4 separate regions of the Mus musculus genome follow, and regions 2, 3 and 4 are each linked to region 1. The links are chromatin contacts, called in public HiCAR-type, HiChIP or PLAC-seq and promoter capture Hi-C maps. All regions are on one chromosome and are shown on one strand. Each heading gives the region's core, a stretch centred on a gene start, on an enhancer-like site or on the middle of the called end of the contact. The rest is flanking DNA. Distances are from core to core; before and after follow the strand shown.

The links. Promoter capture Hi-C pulls out the DNA fragments that hold promoters and counts their contacts. HiCAR-type assays count read pairs that join an accessible place to other places. HiChIP or PLAC-seq counts read pairs in DNA pulled down with a chosen protein or histone mark.
Region 2: an H3K4me3 HiChIP or PLAC-seq map of stem cell-derived neural progenitor cells shows a contact between it and region 1, with 6 times the contacts expected there. The contact joins the promoter of Ppp1r16b here to the promoter of Lpin3 in region 1. A contact is called at or near these places in 1 of 39 promoter capture datasets (pre-B cells), 1 of 484 Hi-C or Micro-C datasets (B cells), 6 of 115 datasets of contacts at active chromatin or transcription factors (astrocytes, double positive thymocytes, embryonic stem cells and 3 more) and 1 of 9 other capture datasets (adipose tissue).
Region 3: a contact with region 1 is called in a promoter capture Hi-C map of hippocampal neurons, with 5 times the contacts expected there. The contact joins the promoter of Gdap1l1 here to the promoter of Lpin3 in region 1.
Region 4: a HiCAR-type map of astrocytes shows a contact between it and region 1, with 3 times the contacts expected there. The contact joins the promoter of Serinc3 here to the promoter of Lpin3 in region 1. A contact is called at or near these places in 1 of 39 promoter capture datasets (cranial neural crest) and 1 of 115 datasets of contacts at active chromatin or transcription factors (astrocytes).

Annotation. Positions count from the first base shown.
Region 1 is chr2:160,886,529-160,889,445 of GRCm38.p6, reverse strand. It overlaps Lpin3 (lipin 3), which reads right to left and starts at 1,278. Exons shown (of 20, transcript NM_001199118.1): 1 at 1,229-1,278.
Region 2 is chr2:158,665,768-158,668,643 of GRCm38.p6, reverse strand. Ppp1r16b (protein phosphatase 1, regulatory subunit 16B) reads right to left here and starts at 1,509. Exons shown (of 11, transcript NM_001159662.1): 1 at 1,395-1,509.
Region 3 is chr2:163,437,054-163,439,792 of GRCm38.p6, reverse strand. Gdap1l1 (ganglioside-induced differentiation-associated protein 1-like 1) reads right to left here and starts at 1,326. Exons shown (of 6, transcript NM_144891.2): 1 at 1,068-1,326. The coding sequence starts at 1,247.
Region 4 is chr2:163,643,482-163,646,407 of GRCm38.p6, reverse strand. It overlaps Serinc3 (serine incorporator 3), which reads left to right and starts at 1,265. Exons shown (of 10, transcript NM_012032.4): 1 at 1,265-1,410. The coding sequence starts at 1,372. It overlaps 0610039K10Rik (RIKEN cDNA 0610039K10 gene), which reads right to left and starts at 1,558. Exons shown (of 1, transcript NR_028113.1): 1 at 608-1,558.

The sequences.
Region 1 (2,917 bases), core at 29-2,528:
TGTTTAGGCTAAGTACTAGAGACTCAGATTATTGATGGCAGCAAAGCACTGTGGGTAAGAACACCACAGTGGCTGAGTTCTAATCTATACTTTGCCCCTTCCCAGGGCAAAATGCTTCATTTATCTGAGGTTTTCTTTTTAAGTATTTTTGTTTTAATTTTTTTTCTGTGCATTGGTGCTTTGCCTGCATCTATGTCTATGTGAGGGTGTCAGACCCCAGAACTGGAATTACAGATGTGAGCTGCCATGTGGTTGCTGGGAATTGAACCCGGGTTCTCTAGAAGAGCAACCAGTGCTCTTAACTCTGAGCCATCTCTCCAGTCCCTATTTATCTGAGCCTTCGTTCCAGCTTCTTTAAGTGGAGATAGTATCAGGCAGGGATGAGTACCCGCTGAGATAATTTGGATACAGCCCTGTTGTACAGTAGGTGTTATGCCTGTGTGTGACATCTAGCAGAGACACCAGCATCGTGACTTTTCCACACTCACTCAGGCTGTGGGCTGTGCAGTAGGCCAGTCTCTACTTGCAGTTAACAGTTTAGACACAGTAGGCTGCCACCCAACACCATGACCAGTGGGAACCTCACTATTTACAAAATAGAAAGGTGAACTCCAGGCTTTGTGGAGTACCTTGTTCAAGCCAGGCTAGATATATCCTCAAAGTTCTAGGGCTAGCTTGTCTCTACCACAGGGAAGCCAAACCAAGGTCCTCTGGACTCTTGGGACCCCAGATATTGAGATGGGGGAGTTATGGAGTGGGGATGACTTTCCAACTGCCACCAAAGAGAGTAGGGGTATAAGGAGGGGCCCTTATACCAGGGAAGCGGTCTACCGCTAAGTTACAATTCCCCAGCATTGGGAAACTGCCGCTTCAGTTCCCCTCATTGACAGGCAAGACAGGCCAGACAAGGGCCAGGGACACTCTTTGCAACTGAGGACTCTTATTACCAAGGACACGCCGCCAGTCTTGGGAAGCCTCTCTAAAAGGTTCTGGCATTCCTCTCTAGCTTCCTAGTCCTGGCTATCCAGGGAGCTCGCAGGGGAAGGGGCAGGAAGTGAAGCCAGCCTTCCCCTACTCTTTCCCTAGCTCCCTGTGGTCTCTGTCCCTTGACGTGAAAATGAGATAGAACAGAGTGGAAGAAAAACATATTTTGTTTTCCTATGGGCTAGGTTTCTACGTTGAAACTTCCCTCCCGAGGACCACTGAGACCCAGAAACGCCGCCTCTACCTGTACGCAGAGGTTCCACAGGTAAGGGTCCAGGTCCCGGCACTTCCGCTTTCTCTGAGACCCGGTGAGATCCGGTCTCCACTCCTTCCACCAACCAGGTGCGGCTCTCACTGTTCCCGGTCAGTCCAGGCTCCACCCTTCACTTCGAGAAGACCCCGCCCCCGTCCCGTGGTCCCACTCCAGGGCGCCCTTTTTCCTATGGGGAGCAACAGACTTCGGGGCTCTGACTCGTTCCCAGCCACACCCGTGGCCACACCAGCTGTCACGACAGGAGCACGAAAGACGTACGGACTTTAGAACCGCGTCTACCTACGTCCTGTTCCTTACTACCTGCCTCTGTGACCTTGAGCGAATCTCCCACGGATACCAGAGGAAAGCTACTTGTAAGATTTGACGGAGAACACGAATATCTTTGTCGAGGGCTTGGCGCTTGTATTTCCCATCCCGGGAACAGCGTTTCTTGATCCTCCACACCCCCTTTCTAGCCGAGGTCTAACTACCTATATGCTCACAGTTGGAATGTCTTATTTGCTCAGTTAATGTCAGTCTTGTTTGTTTTTGCATACTGACATCAAAACTCGGTGGTACACGCAAAGAGATCTACCACCGTTACACCACCCAGCTTCAACCGAGCTTGAACGCCTTTAAGAACGGACCACCTTCATACGCTCAGTGCTATTGCAAACCTGCTCAGTCATCTATCAGACACTTTAGCGAGTGGGCAGTGCGCTTAATACTACCACGGGCCAGCAGAGGGCAGATGGTGACCAGTCTTCTCACCCAATCACACTTTCTCACCACCCAACACTCTCAAGAGCAAGACAAGTGAGCAGATTTGTAGGCAATAAACCCAAGGGGCCAGCCAGGAATGACTTTGAATCCCTGACTCAGAGACCTCTCCGACTACCTGTATGGATGATCCCTGCAAACAAGATGTGCTGGAAAACATGAGACGCTGAAGGCGTTTGTTCGAAAAAGCACACACGGTCAGGCTTTGCCTAAAAGATGGCTCATTCAACCCAGCACGGTGGCGCACACCTTTATACCAACACTGGGAGGCAGGGGCAGGCAGATGCCAGAGTTTCAAGGTAAGATGTCCTTCAGAGGTAGTTCTGGGACAGCCAGGGAGACCCATAAAAACCCTGTCTGGAAAAAACAAAACTAACAGACAGACACACAAACAAAAATGGTTCAGCCAGTAAAGGTGCTTGCTTCTGAGTTGAATAACCGTAATCCACACTTACAAGGTATCTCGGGCAGGCTGTGAAGCCATCGTACACGCTGTATACACTCCAAATCAGTGGTTCTCAAACTTCCTAATGCTGTGACCTGATTCAGTTCCTCATGCTGTGGTGACCTCCAATCATAAAAATTATTTTTGTTGCTACTTCATAACTGTAATTTTGCTACTGTTAAGAGTCATTATGTAAATATCAAATATGCAAGATATCTGATATGAGACCCCTATGAAAAGGTCATTTATACCACCCCTAGGGGTCTCCACCCATGGCCTGAGAACCTCTGCTCTAAGTAAAATGTATTTATTTTAGGATAAAGTCATAAGAAGGCAGACCTAGAGGGATGGGAGTGGAGAACTGGGAAAATCAAGCTACAGACAGGACTGGGCTGTGAGGAGGGAGAAGCTGTTGTCATAATGTGACAACAAGGTGACAGAGCTTGTTTAGAAAT
Region 2 (2,876 bases), core at 260-2,759, 2.2 Mb after region 1:
CGCGGGCAGACAGCAAGTCTTCAGCTGAGCTGTGCGGAGCTCAGCCTGGAAGGAAAGCTCCCTCCCCACGGAGGCCGTTTCTACTCCGGTACCTTACTGGCTGCAGGAAATGGCAGGATAAGGCGCACAGAGAAGTCCCCCCACCCCACCCCCCGAGGGCCTGGAGCGACCGCCAGCCCCTTCCCCAGATAGCCTGGAGGGAAACGGCGCCTGGCACTATCGGGCTCCGGGTCCTCTACAGAGGGCGATTCACAGGCCGCACCTGGTGCTCCCGGGAACCAGGAGCTGGTGGGCGCCTCTGACAGCAAGAACAGGAGCCCTTTATGAGCAGTGTAATCACATGGGCGCACAAGCACCGGCTTTCCGTTCTGTGCAGCCTCATCTCTGCCCCCCCCCCCTTCTGATTCCAGGAGAGCAAAGGCTTCCAGGCCTGGCCAGTAGTGGTGGCGCTCCAGTGGGTTGCAGAGAGGGCCGTAGTCACAGCTCACCTAGACCCGATTATCCGCCCGGGGCTGGAAGCTGCATCAGCAACATCTTCCGTAAAGCTGGAGGCAGGGCTGGGAGGGGAGCGCAGAGGAAGAGAGTCTGCATCCGCTACGGAGGCGGGTAGGAGAGCCTCCGGCTCCTCGCTCCCACTCGGGGCGATCAGGGTGCTCTGCGTGACCTTGTGGGAGACCCCTCAGTTGACCTCTGGGGTAGGGCTGCGCCGTTTCTGCCTGTCTTGGGCGCTCGGGGGCGCTGCTCCCTGCGGGAACGGATGCGCGGGACTCGCGAGGAGTGGAGCGCTCTGGGCGCCGGGACCCGCAGCTCGCGCCCAAGGCGGCGGGCGAAGAGGCCGAGAGCATCCCTTCTGGGGAATCACCCCGCCGGGGGCTACCGGGACCGACCGACACTCTCTAGGGGTGGAGATCCCGCACTAGGTCAGGTTTGCCCTTAGGGACGCCTGCCCCCGGGACTTTTCCCACCCCCGGAGCAGCGCTCTCAGCGCGCTGCCTGCCCAGACCAAGCGCCGCCACGCGAGGGGGCGGCGCCCCCATGCCGGGCTCGTAGACCGCTTGCCCAGGGCGTCTGGTGTTCTGTGGTTTCATCACCCAGCCTTGTAACCCTGGCAGACAGTAGCCCAGACAGACCACGGACCTCACATCGCCCCCCAGAATCCAGCCATCGCAGCCCTGCCAATTCACTCTCTACACCAGCCTCCCCATCCGATAGCGAGATGTGGGAGACTGCACCTTTCCAGCACACTCCACCGCCACCGCCCCCCTCCCCAATTATCTTAAGCCACCCTCCCTTGGCTGAGCCACCCCTCTCCACCAGCCAGACTGGAAGGGCCCGAGACACCTGCCCGCCGGATCCGCAGAGTGCAGAGAGGAATGCGGCGCCGCTCAACTCACCCGCTCTCTCGAGCCCTACCCCGGGCGGCTCCGGCCCCGGCTCGATCCGCAGGTCCCAGAGCCGCAGCTGGTGGTGCGGCGACAGAGCCAGCTCGGCTGGGTAGCGAGCCACCGTGCCGCCTCTTGACTCCTCCCTTAAGGCGGAGCCTCAGCTCCCGGGGGAAAGGGGTGGGCCCGCGCATCCCCAAGGGGCTTGTCACCGAGCAACAAGAAGGTCTAGATCTTAGCGCCCTCCAAATGAAGACCCCTTTTCTGAGCTGCAGGAATTTGGAAGCAGCTGAGACACAGTCAGGCTTCAGGATAGTTCTCCTTGACTGTGTCCCACCTCTAACCTCCAGTACAGACAGGGGGGGAAGCCAGGGTGGTATTTTATTCCCATTTGACAGATAGACCCAGTGAGGCCCAGAAAGGGATAATATCCTACCTGTAGTAGCAGAGAATGGGGTCAGTTCAGTGCCCGAAAGTCAATCTCCCACGTTGAGCTTGATTCTGAAGGCTCCACAAACATCAGGAACTTGGCCAGGCCTTATCTAGAGGACGGGGCTATATAGATAGGTCTTTTACCTGAGAAAAGGCAATAGACCATGGCCTGTGACGTGGAGTCCAGTCACTCTTTCGCTCTGGAAAGAGGGGAGGTGAAGAGAAGGAGGAAGGAAGTGGTCATGCCTAGGTTGATGACTCTCACCAGCTGAGGTGCCCGGAAGATCTAGGCCCAGCTGCTTCCTTGAGGTTTCCTGCTAAGAACAAGACCCAAACGCCCTGGGTTTCTGTCATGTAACCTAGGCGGCTGCTGGGCAGAAGATCCTGCAGTGTGTGCCTTCCCTCGAAGGCAATGGGTTTAACTCTGTTTAATCTAATTTTGAAAGTTGCTCCTTTAAATTGCTCCTCCCCCCAGGGAGAGGGGAGAAAGTGGACAAAGAGAAAAGCCCTATCCCAAACATTCTCTGGAATCCGCATTCCCTGAAAGCTGACTTTAGAACAATGGGGTTCTCTTCTCCACAAAGGGCTTTGTTCCTGCACTTTCCCAGCCTCCAGATTAGAGCCAGAGGCACCCAGGGCTAAGCAGCTGGGGAGGCAGACAAGATTCACAGTTTAGGTCTCAGGGATCCTCCCGTAATCCTGTTTGAAACACTCAGGGATAGAACCATAGAACCGGTAAAGCCGGGAGCAACACCAAGTGTACTGATTTCCTTTTTATTTTCTTTTAAGACAGGGTCTCACTCAGCAGCCCTGACTGGCTCAGAACTCACTATGTGGATCATGCTGGATTTAAAAGCAAGAGATCCGGTGACCTCTACCTCCTCAGTGCTGGGATTAAAGACATGTTGGGATTAAAGGCAGGGTCACTACACCCTGCCTGATTTCCTACTTGCTGAATACACTCAGTTACTTTTCTTGGAGGAGCAAAACCCTGTGGGTTGAGTAAGGAAATATAGCTCAGTGGATAGAGTGCTTGCCTAGCAGGCACAAAACTCTGGGCTC
Region 3 (2,739 bases), core at 77-2,576, 2.6 Mb before region 1:
TCTCAGTATCACCTAGGTGGGCCTCTAGACTAACAGCCATCTGGGGCAGATTCTGGCAGGCTGTGTCTTAGCCAGGATCATGAAGTGATTTCAAGGCACAGTGGGGTGTGAGTAGAGCCAGCCTGGAGTACTGTTGTGTCACCCCTTAAACAGCCCCTCCAGAAACTCTACTGAGGGGTTCAAGTTCCTGGTGGCTATTATTACCTCTATCACTATCCCATTTTTCAGGTTATAAAACTTAACCTGGACCAAAACACAAATCCAAGTCTTTGTTTTCCCAAGCATTTATCTTCAGCAATACTTGCCGGCCCCCATGTGTAAAATGAAGGCATGGGACAGGGCGGTGGGGAGCTGGGGTAGTCAGGTAACAAACAGCTATGCCTTAGAACGAGTTCTGGGCTCTGGCCATGGTGCTGAACCCACTGGCTACAGACAGGACTGCTACCCAGGCAGGGTGGGAGACTGAGTCCCTTAGAACCACCAGGTATTGGGCGCAGAGCCTAATCTCACTCCTACAAAGCGGAAACCCCGGTGACAGTACTAAGGTGTACTTTCAACTGCCCCTACCCTAGAAAGGAGGGGAGTGTTCTAAGTGGTCTAAGGAGCCAAAGCCGGTCTGTGCCTTTAAGAGCAAAACAAATCTGATGGGCAAGCCAGCTGCTCTGAGGGGATGGGTTAACTCCTTCCTTCTCAGCTCTTGAGAAAGGGTGACGGCGGGAGGAAAGACTTCCTAAGTCCCTGACTGAAGAAGACCCCTGCTAGAACGAGGGCCTCAGAGCTGTGGCCCGAGAGTGTCTGGAACAGTGGATGGGATGAAAGCTGGCCTAAAGTGAGGCTTCCTCTGCTCAGCCCCATCAGGCCGCTTGCCGGCAGGGCAGGTCTGTCCCCGGCCTTTGTCTCTCTGTTCAGGTGTCCCCAGGAGGAAACGAGGCCTAAGGAGATGCTCCTGGCATTGGGGCAGGGCTCTGCGGCCCCTCAGGACAGTTCCCTCCGGGGACCCCCGGTGCTACCTGCCTCTCTCTCCGGTCCCCTCCCAGTCGCCTGTCCGCACCCCGCGCCCGCTCTACCTTCTGCGAGCTGAAGGACTGGGTCCAGTGGTACAGAACCAGGCTCTCCTTGGGCCAATGGGCGGGGCTGGATGCCTCGGGCGCGTCGGGGGTCTCCACCGGCTTGGCTGCATCGCTCTCCAGTGCCGAGATGGGCCACCAGCTGCAGTTGGTGGGGGTCAGGTTGTTGGGGGTCGCCATGACAGCCCGCGATCCGAGGAAGGAGGAAGGAGGCGGCTCGGCAGCGGCTCGCTGGCGCCCAGCATCACATGGCCTCTTCGAGCCTGCCCCTCTTCCTCCTCCCCCTCCCCGCGATGTCATTACTCACTGGGTGCAGGAGGAGGGGCAAGGGGATCCCGGGGCTCTTTCCTCCTCCTCCCAGCTGGAGGTCCTCCCTGAGGGCCCTAGGGAGGGAAGGTTGCAGAAACCCGGGCCAAGCCCCCCAGAGCGCTCACAGTTGGTCAGTCACCTGCCAAAGACTTCACCATAATTACGCATTTGTGCCTCTCAATCTTGCGGAAACACTTCTTAGTTTAGATAAATGGCAGTATAGAGGTCTGTTAACCCTTTTTCACAAGTAGTGTCTGGAGATAGCTTTATTTGAAACTCCATTTTCTGATGTTCCCCTTCCTAAAGGGTTTCCAACAGCAGAAGGGGATGAATTGTAATTTGTTAACCACATCGGCACTTTCTCTCTGCCCAGGCACAGGCACTAAGGGCTTTCCAGCGGTCTACCCCTTTGGCCTGATTTACAGAGGAAGAAAGGGAGGCTCAGAGGAGAAGTGACCTTGCTCAAGGTCATAGAGCTGCTAACTGGTGGAGCTGAGATTCAAACTCAAGGCTGGCTTCATACAGGACGGGACTGGCTCGTGATTCAGCAGTCCTGCAAGCAGCAACTCAAGCTCTTTAAAGGAATCATGTGTCTTAGCTATGTAGACATGACTTTCCCAGGTGAGGAGGGGTACCATTGGTGGGATCCTAGGTGACACCATTACCCTAGGATATGTAGCCAGGTAGGAGTCTGTAGACAGCCCTTGTGCCTCTCCTGTAGGAGATTTTAAATGTTCTTTGGAACTTAGGTAAGGTTACCTAAGCATACCCATGCTTCCCCTGGAAAATATTTTATTAGATATTTATTTATTTGTATGTGTATGGGTGTTTTTGTCTGCATGAATATGTCTGGGTGCCAGATGCATGTCTAGTGCCCTCGGAGGCCAGAAGAGGTGTCAGATCCCCTGGAATTGGAGTTACAGTTGTTAGACACCATGTGGATTTGAACACCAGTCCTCTGGAAGAACAGCCAGTGTTCTTAATAGCTGAGCCACCTCTTCAGTCCCAGAATATGAATGTTATTAATGTCATAATTTACCTTTGAGAAGTGGACCCCGAGATAGTAGTTGAAAAATACAGTTGCTGGCCCCTAAAGAGTGGGAGAAGTTATAAGAAATATATCCTTGGGCAATGTCTGCAAACGTCACAGAATGTACTTATGTAGGCCAATTTTACTAAGAACCCCTGTCTCGTGAGCCCGTTTGTCGAACCCTGCTCTTATGAGTTAGTGTAACTGGGAGAGCAGGCCTCACTGTTTGCTGTTTCGGAGTCCTGGACACTTCACCTCACAGACAGTGTTGAAGACGTGGCTGGTCTTTTTTTTATTTTTATTTTTATTTTTATTTTTATTTTTATTTATTTA
Region 4 (2,926 bases), core at 16-2,515, 2.8 Mb before region 1:
AAAGGCGTGCACCACCACCGCCTGGCTGGGATCTGTACATTTTTAAGGGATGGGAACCCAAAGCAGGGGGTAGTGGGGAGCCTCAGTATTATCTAATTGTATTTTGATATTATGGGTACCTATTGGAGACTGGGCTGTATCCTGGGCACCTGGCTTCAAGGTCATTAATTCAGCTCTTGGAGTCAAGTCTTCTGGACTCTGGCCCGGAATTTTAGAATGATAAGGGAACAGAGGAGTGGGCGAGCTGCATGTAGTCAATTAGTGCATAACAGGCAATGGTTATAGGTTTTTATAACTTATGCATGTTGGCTCAGATAACAGTAGTTTCTATATTCTTTACTGGTTAACAGACAAGAAAACATTTGGACAAGTGGGGTAGGCATTCGGAGCAGGACCTTGTTTGGCCCGGCCTTCAAGGAGGGGAAGTTGTCCCTGAAATATCTGGACTCAGACAATTGTTTTCAACCGAGGTTGCTGAGCTGTTGGTAAAGTCCCCAGCTCCCCCAGGGCCTGAGACCTTGAATTTAGAAAACGAAAACGGTAGTACTTAGCATAAGTTTCTTTTGCTTGTTCCCAACAAAATGAGGACATGACTGCTCCAAGGTATGGCTGAGGAGAAAATTTTTATTATAGATATGAGAACGAGTACAGCCAGAGGCATCGGGAAGAGTCTAGGACAGGGAAAGTAGTGAGCTGAACCTGGCCAGCAGACTGACCCCCGCGGAGGGAGGGGGCAGGGGGAAAGGGGGGCAGGGGAAAAGAGGAAGGGGGAAAGGGGAAGGGGAGACAAGGCTGGAGAAGTTTCCGGTAGGGTGTGGGGTAAGAAGAGTGGCTTTTTTGTTCGTCTGAAACTCTATGTAGCACAGGATAGTTTTGAACTCCTGATCCTCCAGCCTCATCCTCTTTAGTTCTGGGATTACAGATGCTAACTGATTATTGAATGGCCCAACATAGCCTGTTTGCCTCTGAGTTTGCCAACATTCCATCTCTCAATAATCACAAAGTACTGCCCAGCCACGACTTAACAGTCTGTAGGATCTTTATTTAATTCGGATGTAGCTTCTTCCGAGGATAAGTGCAGTTCGTAGGGAACATGCTGTCTTTCTGCACCTTTATGTTGCCTCTGACCACCAGCGCCCCAAGCGAGCCCGGAGTTGTATGCCACGAACCCTCTACGTCCTCTGCCACCCCAGCAGTCTTAGGCTCCGCCTTCTCCCCCTCCGTGGGCGGGGCCACCCAATGACGTAAACTGGGCGTCCTGCGAAGGGCGGGCCCTGTTTCCGGCTTGAGGATCCGTCGCGTTTCTGAGGCGACGCCTCAGTCAGCAGTTAGGATCCGCTCGGAGCGGTCGGTCTCGGCCCCGGCGTCACCATGGGGGCCGTCCTCGGCGTCTTCTCCCTCGCCAGCTGGGTGAGTCCCGAGGCCTCGGCCGTCCGGGGCCTGAGGCGCGCAGGGGGTGGGTGTCGGGCCGCCCGAGGCGGACCCTCCACTCTCTGAGGCTAACAGAGAGGAGCGGGCAGGCCCAGGGTCCAGGCCCGGTAGCCGTCGTCCCGGAGTCGGGGTGCGGCGGCTCGGCTGGCTCTCGCTGTGGGCGGAGGGTCGCGGGAGGCCGGACCGCCATTGTTTACAATTTCGACGCCCCGCCCCCGCCAGCCTTCCGGACCCAGGGTTCCCGCGGCCAGGCGACGCCGAGGTTCCACGGCGCGGGTTCCTGAGTGGCTAGAGGATGGCGTCAGGGAATTTAGGGCCACTGTAGTCATTTTTCTTCATAGTTCGGCATATGCCAGCGCTACTGAGTGGGGTTGGGAGCGGGGCTTTTAAGTCAGCCCTGCTGCAGGTCGCGAGCAAAAGGCGTTTAATTAGAAGCCCCGCGGCCTAAATATTTTCGAATTAAACACCCTAGCATTCCTCTCCTCCAGAACTGTTGTGAGGATAAAGTAAAGAAATTAGTCCGATTCCCCTTGTCAATGGTAAAACGTTTTTAGAAGTTAATTTTAGGATCTCTTTAACCTAAGGAATAATCTAACAAATCTGCCTCAGAGGAACTTGGTAGCTTGAACCACAGTGCCTAATTGTTTTCTCCTTCCCGAGCTGATGTAATGAACCAAGGACTCAGGCTCTGCTCATGTCAATGGCATGTCTCAGGGCAGAAGTAATGTCGAAGATATCTTGTATATTTTTCTCCTCCTGGTTTAAAACCATAATTTGAAAATATCCTATCCAGGTGTTCATATCTAGAAACTCCTTGCATATATTGTTAATTCAGTTTTTACCCAGTAGGGGGTTAGGATACCAGAGTGGAATGAGAGAAGAGTACGAAATTAAAGGCTGTGGAGGGCCATGGCAGATCATTTGTTATTTGTTTTGAGACCCTGTCTCAAAACAGGGAGGTGCAAATTACAGTTTATGGGTAGGTTTTTAGAGGCTGTGGGTTTAGTCTCCAATTGCCACTATCCACCCCCATCTCCCATCCCACGCCAAAAAAGGGGGACAGAATATCAGGGAGCCAAATCATGCAGATACCCACTGTATGCCTTTATTTTTTAGGCAATCTCTTTGGTCATTCTGGGTGTTTAAGATTGCACCCAGGACCTTGTTTGTCCAAAGCTTATCTCTGAGAGCTCCTCCAGCTACACCTCCAGTCCAGTCTGGATTAAAGATTTCAAAGGACTTTTGTACGTGTTTAATTTTTGCCTTATTGAGATAGGTCACCAGATCTCCCTGAGTATCCCATGCTGGCCTTTCATTCACAGTTCTCCTTATTGGGATTGTAGGAAGGTGTTACTCCTGGCAAAGAAGTTTGGCCTTTACTTTTTTTGAAATATGGTTTTACGTTGTAGCCCAGGTTGGCCTTGAACTTTTAGCAATCCTCCTACCTCAGCCTAGTGCCGAAACTACAGATGTGAGTCCCCACTACTGGCATGTC